Linked DNA regions of Mus musculus: regions 1 and 2 are each linked to region 3. The links are chromatin contacts, called in public HiChIP or PLAC-seq maps. All regions are on one chromosome and are shown on one strand. The core of a region is the stretch at or near the end of the contact, and the rest is flanking DNA. Distances in the headings are between cores, read along the strand shown.

The links. HiChIP or PLAC-seq counts read pairs in DNA pulled down with a chosen protein or histone mark.
Region 1: a contact with region 3 is called in an H3K27ac HiChIP or PLAC-seq map of embryonic stem cells, with 5 times the contacts expected there. The contact joins the promoter of Lamtor5 here to the promoter of Capza1 in region 3. A contact is called at or near these places in 1 of 39 promoter capture datasets (embryonic stem cells), 2 of 115 datasets of contacts at active chromatin or transcription factors (astrocytes and embryonic stem cells) and 1 of 9 other capture datasets (liver).
Region 2: an H3K27ac HiChIP or PLAC-seq map of large pre-B cells shows a contact between it and region 3, with 5 times the contacts expected there. The contact joins the promoter of Prok1 here to the promoter of Capza1 in region 3.

What each region holds. Positions count from the first base shown.
Region 1 is chr3:107,276,873-107,281,173 of GRCm38.p6, reverse strand. Lamtor5 (late endosomal/lysosomal adaptor, MAPK and MTOR activator 5) reads right to left here and starts at 2,316. Exons shown (of 4, transcript NM_026774.2): 1 at 2,061-2,316; 2 at 1,243-1,304. The coding sequence starts at 2,257.
Region 2 is chr3:107,236,178-107,241,033 of GRCm38.p6, reverse strand. It overlaps Prok1 (prokineticin 1), which reads left to right and starts at 2,382. Exons shown (of 3, transcript NM_001357885.1): 1 at 2,382-2,426; 2 at 3,821-3,946. The coding sequence starts at 2,403.
Region 3 is chr3:104,861,772-104,866,077 of GRCm38.p6, reverse strand. It overlaps Capza1 (capping protein (actin filament) muscle Z-line, alpha 1), which reads left to right and starts at 1,573. Exons shown (of 10, transcript NM_009797.3): 1 at 1,573-1,738. The coding sequence starts at 1,700. St7l (suppression of tumorigenicity 7-like) reads right to left here and starts at 1,572. Exons shown (of 14, transcript NM_153091.3): 1 at 770-1,572. The coding sequence starts at 983.

The sequences.
Region 1 (4,301 bases), core at 1,067-3,566, 2.4 Mb before region 3:
CCGTAGGCCAAAGTGCAGCCCGGAAATCTATTGGAAATAGCAACTTCGCACCTTGAAGGTTTTACTTAGTTTTTTTTTTTCCTCCACATTTGCATTTAAAGAGTTTTCATTAGTAACTTGGCAAATGCTTCAAAAAAATTTACCTTTGTTCCAAATGGCTGCTTTTTGTATAAGACATAACTATATTACTTTTGTCAGGTATCATACCAGCAAAAGATCAGAGCTCTAAAAAACCTGCATCAGTTATAAGGATTCTTGGGTTTACTAGTTTCTGACATTAATTAACTTTAGCTATTTACCTTTCTGGACTTAGTTCCTTATCTGTAATTGCTACAATTTATTGAACACCACACAAACACATCTTGGTTCTGTACTGGGTGTTTTAAGCTTTGGAGCCAGCTTTAAAAACATCCTATCTCAACCATTCATTAGGTGTTTGACCCTGGGCAAGGTACTTTTAAGCTTGCTAAATTTCTTGACCATAAAGGGCTTTGGTGGGGGGGGGGGGGCAGGAAGGGGGGTTATGTACGTTTTATAATGAAAACACTAAGAATAGTGCCTGGCTGGGCATGGTGATGCACACCTTTGTTCCCAGCATTCAAGGGATAGAGGCAGGCAGATCTCTGTGAGTTACAGGCCAGCATGGTCTACAAAGTTTGTTCCAGGACAGCCAGGGCCACGTAGAATAAGTTTTTAAAAAAAAATGTCTTAAGACAACACACACATAATGTATGTATGAAATAAAATAACCCAATGAAGAAACTGAAGCCCCAAGAGGCTCCTTCTGTTCGGCACTCATGTTGCTAGCAGACAGCATCGGAGAATGGGGTTGAAGTCAGACGTGTCTAACTAGGAAATCCCTATTTTTACTGACAATAACTTACTGTTGAGAGTGGCTGGACTAGCAGCCAGCATCATCCATTTTCAGGGTTATTGAGGCAATTAAGGAAATAGTGTAGCCTGACTGTGCCTGCACAGGGAATGCATTCAGTAAAGATGTCCTTATCTAAAGCCCTTTTCTAGACCACTTAAAATTTATTCAAAACCATTTTAGTAGGAACAGTTGTAGAACTGGGAGGAACATTTCTGCCTTTAAAATGCAACTGAAAGGCTTCAACCATCTACTCTTACTTGGAGATAGTCTCTATGCCCTAAAGGTAACAGGAATAAAAGCTAGAAAATAGTAGCAGTGTAAGTTAAGGCTCTCAGAACTTCAAAGGGAGGCTGGTAGGAGACACTTACAGCCCAGATTAAGTCCTTGTGAATCTGTGCATAGGACTCCAACAATGGATGGATTCTTCATTCTAATTTTGGGAGCACAAGAAAGATGAACCAGATGATGTGAAGAAAATATTTCAAATTACTGTAGTAAAACAGATTTTCTATGCACCGAGTATTAAGCACTTCAAATCAGCCCTTAAATTTTTTCGCCCCCTTTCAGAGGACAAACTGTGAGTTGTTTAAATAAACAAAACAAAACCCAAACCATTTTCTCAGGCACCTCTGCTTCACAAAGACACAAACAAGGCAGTTATCTTTAGGGCTCTGTCCTTGGTATAGAAGCATGCTCTAGGACTGCAACTCCTGAAGACAACTGTTAAATCTCAGTAACGGGAATTGCTCCTGGAGGGGATTAAGAAGCTCAAGGAGGAGGTGTCTTCTTGTAAGCCACTTTACACCTCCCAATTTTAAATTTTACAGAGATAGCTGAAAAACTTTACGGATATATTTACTTCACAAGCGCTGAGCAACTGACGGGCCACAAACGCGGGAAGATGTGCGTGAAAGTGCTTTGGCACTGCGGGGGCTCGATTTAGCACACCCGGGGCATCCTTCCCCAAACTTAATCCGTTTCCCAAACTTCTCAAGAGCTACTCGATTCTGCGAACACGCCTAACGAAACTTTACTACCCAGTAACGAGCGGCCCGGCCGTAGGCAGAAGTCACCCGCTCGCCGCCCCGAGTGCCCCAAACGCTTCCGCAGACACTCGCGGTCCATGCCGCTGTCCCATTCCAGCTCCCCTGTCCGGAGCCCAGGACCGGCCGCACGCACTACTCACGTGTCCTCCAAATGCTGCTCCAAAGTCGCCTCCATCCCGCAGGCTGTCCGCCCCAGGCCAGGACCCCGCAGCAAAACACTTCCTCCTTCACCGCAAACCTCGATCACGTGACTTGACCGAGGCGGGCGCCTGGACGGCGTCTCCAGAGGGACGAAATTCAGCGCGGCGCCGCGTCCGCGCTCTTTACGAAAAGGCATAGCTACTACCACAGGACCAGTGATGGCTGGCTTTCGATTGGGGGTGCTGGGCCTTCAAAGCAATCTGTAGTCGGGCCTCAGGGCCTTTTCCTGACCTAGCACTTGGACTTAGTGATTTTTAACCTTTGGATTTGGTTCAAGCAATTTCCAGTCCTAACCAGACGTAGACCTGGTTTAAATTTTAAAGTAACCAGCAGGTCTGGCATGGTCTCATCTATGCAATAGGCCAATCGCTAAGAAGACAGTGCTCAGTTTCTGACCCTAGGTCAAGAGGCTGAGGTGTATACTTTACCTATCAAAGCAGAACTGGCCTCCAGGTTCTGCATCCCTCAGTTCCCACCTGGCATACCTTGCCCCCAACCCTGAACTTTCCAGCCCAGGGGCTGGGCTGCCCTTCCCTTTCTATAGGGCTCCTTTCTATAGAATCCAGACATTTTGGTCTCCTTCTCCTTTTCTCTCTCTGCACACATTCCCCCTTCTCTCTTTCTTCCTTCCTTTCCCAGGAAACTTCGCTGGCCTTGGTCCTTGGGGCCAGTGAACTCACCCACCGGCTGGCAGCTTCCCAATAAACCTGCCTTTAACATCATCTACTCTGGTTTAAATTGATTCATTTCACCAACATCGGAGGAGAAGTAACCTATCACACAGGGCCGATGGGGAGGGGTGCACACACGGGACTAAAGGAAGAGATGGCACACGTTGAAACCCCAAACTGCGTGCTGGGAAAGTGTCAGAATCTTAACATTGGTACCTTCTTTGTTCTCGTAGGTTGGCCTCGAATTCTCCCACCTTTGTCCTGTGATTTACTGCCATGTGCCATATTTAATTTGCATTGATACTTCTAATAGCTAGGTCATGGGAAGTTTTAGGGGGAAGAAATTAGGTTTAAGTTTTAGGTGTTAGTGAAGACCGTGTATTATTACTTTAAAATAACTGAGCTTTAAAATTTTTATTCCCTTTTCTGTTTTAGAGACAGTATCTCATATACCCCTCATTGCCCTCAAATTTGCAGTGTGTCCGAGGCTGGCCTTGAAGTATTGATCTCTCTGCTTTTACTTCCCAAGTGCTGGGATTACACCAACATGCCTGGGTTTAAAAACTTTAGAATAAACTAACCACTCATAGTCCTACTGTGAAGAGATGATAGTTTGATAAGGATATTTTGGAGACTATCTTTTCCATATGGCTATCTTTGCAAATGTATTATTTGAATTTTTTTTGTTTTTTGTTTTTTGTTTTTTTTTTTTTTTTGTTTTTCGAGACAGGGTTTCTCTGTGTAGCCCTGGCTGTCCTGGAACTCACTCTGTAGAGAAATGTTTTTTAAAAGCAAAATCAATATACATACTATATATACAATTCTGAATTATGTAGCAGGGATTCTTCACAGAATTTATTATAAATACCTTTTCAGGACAGTAAGTTTTTATTTACTTTGTTTGTAATAGTTGCAAAACACACCAACTTTGTTATCATAGCTACACCTAAAGTGAACTTACTGTTCATTAGTGACCAATTAAGTTGCTCTTGTGTCCCCTCCCTACCCTCTGTCCTGGTGGTACCAGGTTCTGTGCTGGTTGAATATTCTTTAGCCCAATATTGTGCATTTAAATTTTTTCTTCATGGTTAATTACTAGAAATAGAATTGTTTGGTCAAAAGTTATGGTCATTTTCAAGAAAAATATATATATGTATATATATTATTTACATGAAGAAGGGTTTATGAAAACAAGGGTGTGTCCATGGCTCATCTCTACCCCTTCCTGTGTAGCGTGCCTTGCACTTAGCTTCCTCTAGCAATCTGATCTCTGGCATTTACTCAGTCTGTTTTTTGATCTGGTGCCCATAATAGAAGAGGCCAAGGCTTAGCCACCCGCTCACCATTCACCATATTGTTAAAATGAAGCTCGCAGAATTATTATTACTTTTTAACTTTACAGTGCAGGGTTATCTCTAACATGTGATTCTCCTGCCTCAGCCTTCTAATGCTCTAATATGAGCCCCATATTTGGCTATGCTTCCAGAATTGTGTGTTTGTATGTATGTT
Region 2 (4,856 bases), core at 1,133-3,632, 2.4 Mb before region 3:
AGTTTTGGGTTGGAGATGCTCATCCTGAATTAGCATACTAGAAAACATTCCTTGGAAAACACTAGTTTTTATTATTGTAGAGAGAAGATGGATGGCCCAATACAGGATCCATCAGGTATGTAGTAGAGAAGGCTGGAGGGCTTCCCTCCAGCAAGAAGGGCTATGCACAGTGTCACCTTCTCATGAGCCCACTGTGTGTGTCTGCTTGCGGATAAGGCCCCTCCCATGCTCACACCATACTACAGAAGATCACCAGCATGGCCCGAGTCCACTTCTCTGCAGGAGCTGCCAGGGTGGAGCCTGAGTGCGTTCTTATCTTCAGTTCCTCCTCCTGGTAAATGGTCCAGGGGCATTTACTGCTTGTATTAGGTACCTTGTCATTGTTAGCAAAGGCTTAATTCTCATTCACAGACTGAGTGTCCAGCCCATCATGACAGGGAGATCAAGGCTGCAGGAATAGCAGAGGCAGGTACCATTGTATCTGTAGCCTGGAGTGGGGAGATGACTGACTGCTGGCACTCAGCCACTTTTTCACTAGTTTGTGCCCGTAGCTCATGGTATGATGATGCTCACAGCCATGGTGGATCTTTCTGCCTCAATTTCTTTTTGCTGGAAATACCCTCATAGACGTATCCAGAGGTGTGTTGCCATAGGAATTCTGAATCCAATCAATTAGACATCAAAGACTAACCGGCTCACAGGCGCTTGTCCAGAGCTTATTAGAGAGCAGCCTCACCTGTGTATCTGTGAGAAGCATCAACACCACAGATGCAGTGTCTGTCTCCATATTGGGAATTTTAACCTTTAAAGTTCAGCAACAGATACCACCTCACCCTCTGTCTTCTCAACCACCTCTGTGTTGAATCCAGGGTAAACACTCACATAATGCTTAATAGCTTGAGTATGAGAATATAAACACTCCTGTACGCTGCATGGTTCAGTGTGGGCGAGGAGAAAAAAAAATCAATGTTCCAAATCTCTTAATTCATCACTAAAGTTATCCTCCTGGCCCAAGCAGGAAAGAATGATGCAGAGATGGAAATGGATATCAAGTGAATTGCAGGCAACTGTTTGAAGTGTGGTACTCTTGGAAGACTTAGAACAACTGTCAAAGTCCCCAGTGTATCCATTTGTATCCGCTCTGACGGTGATGGGATGCTGTTGGAGATTCAGGTCTCATCTTCGCCTCTGAGCTCATCTGAATAATGGTGATGGGAGGGAAGAGAGAGATGAGGCATTTAGAGGCAGCCCTGGATCTGGCTATATAAATCCGAAGGAGGTCGGGTAGGACAGCTTGGCCTTCTCGGCTTGTCTAGCACAAGGCAGCGCAGAAGGAAGTGAGGGGTACCAAAGTAGACTGTGTTTGTCGTCACCTCAAGTGATCATGAGAGGCGCTGTGCATATCTTCATCATGCTCCTTCTAGCAACGGCGTCCGACTGTGCGGTCATCACAGGGGTAAGTTTCTAGCATTCTCCATAGACCTGGTATAGGGGCCAAGATCGGTGTTCTACAACAGGGAGTGTACTAAGAACCACAAAGGCTCTGCTGCTCCAAATCACCTAAACCAAAGGGATTTTGAAGGTAATCACTGTCTGGGAGTGGGGTTGTGTGTGACTTCAGATGGGTTAGTCTGGCAGACAGAGTTGTGGGTAAATAGAATACCATTTTAAATACATTAGGAGGGCGCTGGGATTTTGACATCGAGTCTTTAGTAAAATGGAGATTCCTTGGTGTGTGCCATAGGACATTTGTTTACAGGGCAGATTAGTGTCCCATCCCCAGCCCCATTTGTCTTGTGTACACCTTGGTTTTCATCTTTGCCTGGTTCACTTGTCCGTGTTAACTCACAGAGCATGCTGTGAGTTCAGGGCGGCAAGCACACAGGGTCCCTCCTTAGTCTCACTTTAGCTATTAGAGAGAATGTTCAAACACCCCCTTTCACTCTTTAGTGGCTTCCCAGGGGGAGATGTGTGGTGCCAACATTGGCAGATGCACCCCAAACATGTTAACCTTGAAGCAGAGGCTCAGGCCAGGGGCACTGAGTCTGTCACTCAGGGCATGGAGTCTTCTCATCTCCTGCTGTACCTGCCCTCCTGTCATGTAGGTACACGCAGGGTCATAAACTGGACCTAATCACAAGCCAAAAAACAGTGCTTCTCTTAAGAGCTCCCCAGGCAAAAGTCAGGAAGAAAAGGAGAGAATTAAGTTTTATTTCAACTTCCTCCAACCTTCTACCTGGAAGGTAAATATGGAGTAATGCCAGCCAGTTCCTGGAACTGGATAAATTTTAATTTTCACAGAAAAGGCAACCTCCCTTTCAAAGGAAAGAGACTCCGTTCAAACTAACACACAGGGCAAGCAAATGCTCTGAAGGCAGGCTTGCATCGAGCAGGCATGACTGATGAAAGCCGTCGTGAAGACCAAGGTCAGACCCGGGAGAAAAGTTGGGGTTGCCCGACACAGTGAGGGATGGGGGTACATGGAGGACCCAATGAGCTGCACAGTCACAGTGCCACCAAGCCAGCGCCAACATCTATTCCAGACTGGCAACAGGTAGAGAGGCCCAAGGGAAGTGGGGGCATCTGTTAATAAGAGCCCAGTGAGAGAAGAAGGTCAGGTCAGTCTTGGGGAGTAAGTGAATGGCAAGATGAACAGTCAGAGGAGGGTCTTGAGGGGAGGAGAGCCAGGCAGGCCCAGCTGCCCTCCATTTCCCATATCCTCCTGACATTCCTCCTCTGACTCTCAGAAAGAAGTCAGCTCCTGACCTCCTGACCTCTCCACCTTCCATTGCTCCTTAGTGACAGCCCAGCTGAAGGGCCGGACCTCCCAGAATGCCACGCCTACCATCATCAGGAGAGAGGAGTCCAACTAGTCCCCACCACCCTTCACCTGCCATTCCCAGGGGGCTGGCTTGGGTGTGAGAAGCACCCCTGCTGGGCTAAGATTAGCTGCTGGTGACTGCCACCTGGACCTTCTCTGGGTGATGAAAAAGATTTGGTATATGTTTCCTTCCTCATCCTTCCTAATAGAAAGGTTGGAGCTTCCACGTCTTGTCATGTCCCATGCTGGTAGCCTGAAGGTGTTCTGTGGCCTGATACTGGAGAATAACGAAAGAAAACTCAGCCCCAGACTTCAGTTCTGAAGCCACATGGCCTCTGGGTAGTGGCCAGGTCGACTGGCTCTCCATGAGGCCCTACTTGCTCTCTTGACCCTGGTTTTGGTGTAAAGTTAGGTTGTTTGAAAGTTTCTTTTGTTACCTGGTTATCCAGCAGGTCCAAGCAGCCCAACCTAGAAGGGTGCATCCACGTCGGGGGTCCAGGGAGGCCAGCAGAGAAGTGGTGGGGGTGGGGGATGGGGGATGGGGGGGATAACTGTCCATCAGGCCTCTGTGGGTTACCGGATGGGAGACACACAGAAAGGTAGCTTAGAATAGATGCTGAAGAACAAAGGACACCAAAAGCTCAGCAGCCAACATCCAGAGCCTTGGACCACGAAGGACCCTCCAGTTCCTTCACCACAGAGTTCTAATCCATCATATTCAACCAGTGTTGACTGGGATTAGAAAAGCTATGCCTTCTAACACAGGGTTTCCCGGGGAACAGGGACTGACTGCCTCACCACTGAGCAGGAAGAGTTCCCCAGACTGAAGTCTGGTACTGTGCTGGGCCCCGAGTGTCCCTCTCAAGAGACGAGCAGTGATGTTAGACCCAGGCCAAGGTGTCCTGTTGATCCGAGATGCTTAGTCACCACCTCCAAATCCTAATCCGGATCATTCCTTTGGGCGACACTAACCGGTTGGCCCTTTTCTCTCTCCCTTAGGCCTGTGAACGAGATATCCAGTGTGGGGCCGGCACCTGCTGCGCTATCAGTCTGTGGCTGCGGGGCCTGCGGTTGTGTACCCCACTGGGGCGTGAAGGAGAGGAGTGCCACCCAGGAAGCCACAAGGTACTAGGCTGGCATTCGATGGGCCTGGGCATGGGCTCAGCAGACAGGGATCCTGGGGCCAGTTTAGAACAGCGAATCTGTGGCTTCTGAGGGTGATGTGGGGAAGGGCAATATACCGCTTCCTCCACAGTGGATCCAGCCTCTGACTGAAGTCAGGCCAGCAAGCAGCCATGGTGGTGCTGCTCCAGGCGACCTCACATAGGCCTTTTGCAGATGTTTAGATACTGGTTCAGGTGTTGACACAGTCCACCTGCACCCTTCTTTTTCTTTTTTCAAAAACAAAAATTTAAAGATATTTTCTTCATTTACATTTCAAATGCTATCCCCTTTCCTAGTTTCCTCTCCAAAAGTCCCCAATACCCTCCCCCCACCCTGCTTCCCAACCCACCCACTCCTGCTTCCTGGCCTGGCATCCCCCTGTACTGGGGAATATAATCTTCGCAGTTCCAAGGGCCTCTCCTCCCAATGGTGGCCGACTAGGCCATCTTCTGCTACATATGCAGCTAGAGATACAAGCTCTGGGAGTACTGGTTAGTTCATATTGTTGTTCCATCTAAGGGTTGCAGACCCCTTCAGCTCCTTAGGTTCTTTCTCTAGCTCCTCCATTGGGGACCCTGTGTTCCATCCAATAGCTGACTGTGAGCATCCACTTTTGTATTTGCCAGGCACTGGCCTAGTCTCACAAGAGAAAGCTATATCAGGGTCCTGTCAGCAAAATCTTGCTGGCATATGCAGTAGTGTCTGGGTTTGGAAGTCAGTTATCACAAATCTGGTAAACAGTGGGTCTGGGATTTGAACCCATGTAGTCTGGGGCTGGACCTAGTCCCCTTATTGCTCTATTTAAAACTCACTGGGGGCTGGTGAGATGATGGAGCAGGGTAAGGCACTTGCTATGACAACATGGTGACCT
Region 3 (4,306 bases), core at 324-2,823:
CCATCTTCTTCTGAGGCTGCAGCAAAAAATACTGCAATAACGCCACAAAAGATCCAGGAGTCCATCTTTTCATCCTACCTACGGCCAGGGAATAGTATTTGCAGAATCCGCACAGGTCAACACTGCTTACAAGTTTTTATCTTTGGCCCAGGCTACATGACAAACATTGTACAACTGCCGAAGGAAAATATTAAACAAACCCACCGTTGTCTGCACTTCTCTCTCCTCTCCCTTTCCTAGACTATCTTATTACTCACAATAAAAATATTACGAAAAACGTCTCTTAACCGAACTGTCTTACAATAAAAGTATGGTCCACTAAAATCATAGCATTTTCTATCGTGTATGACAGATGTGCTTATCTTGCTTTTCTGGGTGTGAGTTCTTTTAAGTTAGGCAGCTGGGAAACTCTGAGGTACGACTTTTCAAGGGGCCCTGCAAACGATAGGAATGTCTATAAACTGTGTGTACACATCTGGGAATGCTCTCTTCTGTCCTACTACCTGGAGCTTGCAGCGTGTCAGGTAGCTTTTCCTGTGGTAGCGTAGACAGAATAGAGAGGGCGAACCTTCAGCGATCTAGGGAGGGGCCGGGAAACTGCAGCACGGTTCTAACAATCAGCTGCCGGGTGGAGGTGGCCCAAGCGACAAAAATAAACCCACTGGAGCATGCAACACCAATTTCCTTCTGCAAAGCCCTCCATGTCTCCCCGAGAATCTCTGATCTTTGGCACTTGTCCCCGACTGTCCGGGAGGTTTGGGCCTCTCACCCGCTGTCACGTTGTCACACAGCCTCAGCGGGACCCTCAGAGCGTAAAGCAGCCCCAGCCCCGCCAGGAACCACAGCGTGGACCCAGAGTTCGCCAACCCGGCCTTCAGCCGCTCTTTCCAGCCCAGCGGCGGGCCCAGGCCCAAGCCAGGAACAGGTGCATGGGGACACCCCACGGCCCGCGCGGCTTCCGCGAAGTAGTCTCCGTCCGCCATCTTGCGGCTCCGGCAGGCGCCGGGACCTGGGAGGGGAGAAGGGCCGGAAACCCGGAGTCGGGAATCCTGGGATAGTGGCGGACTTGAAGCTGGCCTCTGTCTAGGCTGAGTCCTGGGGAACTGGCTGGAGATCTGGAAGGTGGCGGAGCGCGGTGGCCGACTGAGGGGCTACCTAGTCCTCTAGGAGGGCGGGGAAGCATCTGATGGTGGCGCTTATTCTTCTGGAAACGGACTCAGTGTGGCGCCGGAGGGAAGTGGTTTTTCTTCCATACGTGGTTGAGGGTAACCTGTCGCCCTGTGCCGGGGTCGGAAAAGTACTGATGTCTCAAAGAGCCGAGCAGCTCTTAGTGCCCTGGACTCGGCGGCCCAGGAGACCAACCGGATCAGAAAAACTTAGAGGTGTAGCAACTGCTCCATGACCAGAGGGAGCCCAGACGCCACGCAAGAGTCGAGGCCCGCCACCAAGCACTCCAGGACGAATGGGAAAGTGACCGGAACTCAGGGAGAAAGATGTTAAGGCTGCAAAGCCCCGAGGGGCAAGCCGACTTCCTAGAGCGCCGACTCCAGGCTGTCACACCCGCGCGGAACTGACATGGCGCCCTCTTGGCCTGAGCTTCCGGGCGGCTCCTTCCGACGGCCCCTCGGTGATTCCGCCACTCAGCTTCCTTCCCGGCCTGCCTCGCGCCGGCCCGCCGGGCTGGGCCAGAGCAGCCAAGATGGCCGACTTTGAGGATCGGGTGTCGGATGAAGAGAAGGTAAGGGGTCCGCCTCTCTCTTTTACTTCCTTCCTCGACGGGGCCCAGGGGTCCGAGCCGGCAGCAGTGAGAAACCTGGCGGTGCCCCCAGGAAGAAGAAGGTTGTTTCCCGGTGCTGGCATAGTCCCTCTGGCCCCGGGACGCTTCCTTCCTTAAAGGAGCTTTCGTCTGCCTCACGGTGGCCCCAGTCCCCCAGTCCTCAACTCTTTTCATCCTGGACAGAGCACAACCTTCTTTCAAGAGGAGACACTTTGCCTGATTGACTTTTAACTCTAGACTCTTTTCTGTAATTATAAGAGAGGAGGTGAAGGTGATGTCGGGACGTGTCAGGCAGCAGTTATTTTACCGCTTTTGGCAGTTGGGGCTCACCCCATCCCCCCATTTATAGGTATGATTGGGGTTAGTTTAGAACGAGTCACTTCCTGATCAGAGTGGCCTCCTTAACTTCCCTTTTGCTCCTCCTTCCTCAGGAAGTGATTTTGCTGTCAGGACTCCTTGTCAGGGAGGGAGAGGTCCTCTGGTGGTGTCTGTCCACCGAAATACACACCCTCTCTCATCTTTTCTCTACTACTGACGATTAAACTAATTGGATAAAAATAAATCAGTAAACCTCAAGGGATTTGCTTAAGAATTTGACCAGCACCTTTATTCCTGCCTATGCTCTCTTGTGTGAACGTTTAGCCCCAAGGTGACTCCGTCCCTTCTGTCTTAATCTTAACTATAATTTTTTTCAAAGTCTTTTGTTTTGTTTTGTTTTTTTAACTTCCTGTTAAGCAGTGAGAAATAGCCAGACGACTTTTTTTTCAACTCCAGAAAGGTTAAATGGGTCGTAAATAAACCTCACATTTAACACATTCGGTTTGGATGAAACACCCAACCTTTTTTGATGACCTACTATGGTGCTTTATAGCTGGGTATGTCAAGAGTGTCGTTTGTGTACATAGATCTTTAAAAGTGTTTTAAATACCAGGGTGTATTCCAAATTTGATAGTATAACTTTTTCTGACAACGTACATTTGCTAAACTGTCCAAAAAGGAAAGTACTTAGTTCTTCCATAAACACAGACTCTTAGGGCTGCTACAAGTTAGAATGGTCTCATTAGCTAACTTAGGGACAAGAATATGTCTTTTGTTTCCTGCAGTGACTGTTACAAAGTATGTGCTCTCCAATGTTCTATAAAATCTGCCTGGGTTCTTCGAAAAAGAAATTGGAGATTGTTGACAGGGGAACAGACTATTTTTAATCACTTCTTCAAAAAGAATAATTTAACATACACCTGTGTATGAATGAGCCACTGTCTTTAAATGCTGAAAAGGGTGCTTACCACCTTTATAAACCACTTACCAGGATCCAGGGTGGCAGTTTGTTAGTAGAGTCTTAGCATGTGCAACATCCTGTGTTTGAACTTAAGCATTAGTAGGACAAAAACTAAAAAGCCACCAAATAACACTTTAGTGTTGATTCTCTTTTTTCTTTCTTTTTTTGTTTTTGTTTGTTTGTTTGTTTGTTTTCGAGACAGGGTTTCTCTGTATAGTCCTGACTGTCCTGGAACTCACTCTGTAGACCAGGCTGGCCTCGAACTCAGAAATCCGCCTGCCTCTGCCTCCCAAGTCCTGGGATTAAAGGCATGCGTCACCACGCCCGGCTAGAGTGAATGTTTTTATTCCTTTTCTTAAGACTGGGTCGGGTTTGGCTCATATAAACATCTCATTATACAGCCAAGAGTGACCCCAACCCCTAATCTGCTTGTCTCTGTCTCTCAAATACTGCAGTTATCGGTGCATACCATCACACTTAACTTTATTGCTTAGTTTTAGTAATAGTAGAACAAGCCAGTCATAACTAGTAAATCTACCCCGGAACTTGTAATAAATTCTATTCCTACTTTAGTAAAGAGCTTTTAGTTTTTGTTTTGTATTTTTGGGACAAATTCTTGCTATGTAGTTCTAGCTGGTCTGGAACCTGCTCTGTAGACTGGACTGATCTCCAATTTGTCCTCCTGCCTCCGTCTCCCACGATTCTGGGTTTAATAGAGGTTTTTTTCTTTGTTGTTTTTAATTGACTACATTATCTTTATTGGTGTAGATAATGTGGTATAATGATACAGTAAAAATCCTTATGATTTGAGCCAGGCATGGTGGTGTATGCCTTTAATCTAAACACTCAGGAGGCAGAAGCAGGTAGATCTCTTGAGTTCAAGGCTAGCCTTGTCAACATAGTGAGTTCCAGGACTACATAGAGAGACCCTAGTAACTTGAGATTCCTGTAGTTTTATTAGATTCCTTTCCTCAGAGCTGACAGGCACATTCATATCTCTTTAAATCTATGAGTAGAAAGAAAGGGTTGCTGGGCGGTGGTGGTGCTGGTACAACATCTTTAATTCCAGCACTTGGGAGGCAAAAGCAGGTGGATTTCTGTGAGTCTGAGGCCAGCCTGGTCTACAAATTGAGTTCCAGGACAGCCAGGGCTATACAGAGAAACCTTGTCTCAAAAAGAAGGAAAAGAAAGGACTTTGTAAGACTTCTTGATTTTTGAGCTTCTTTCCTACTTTGCCTGCTTTCCCTTCT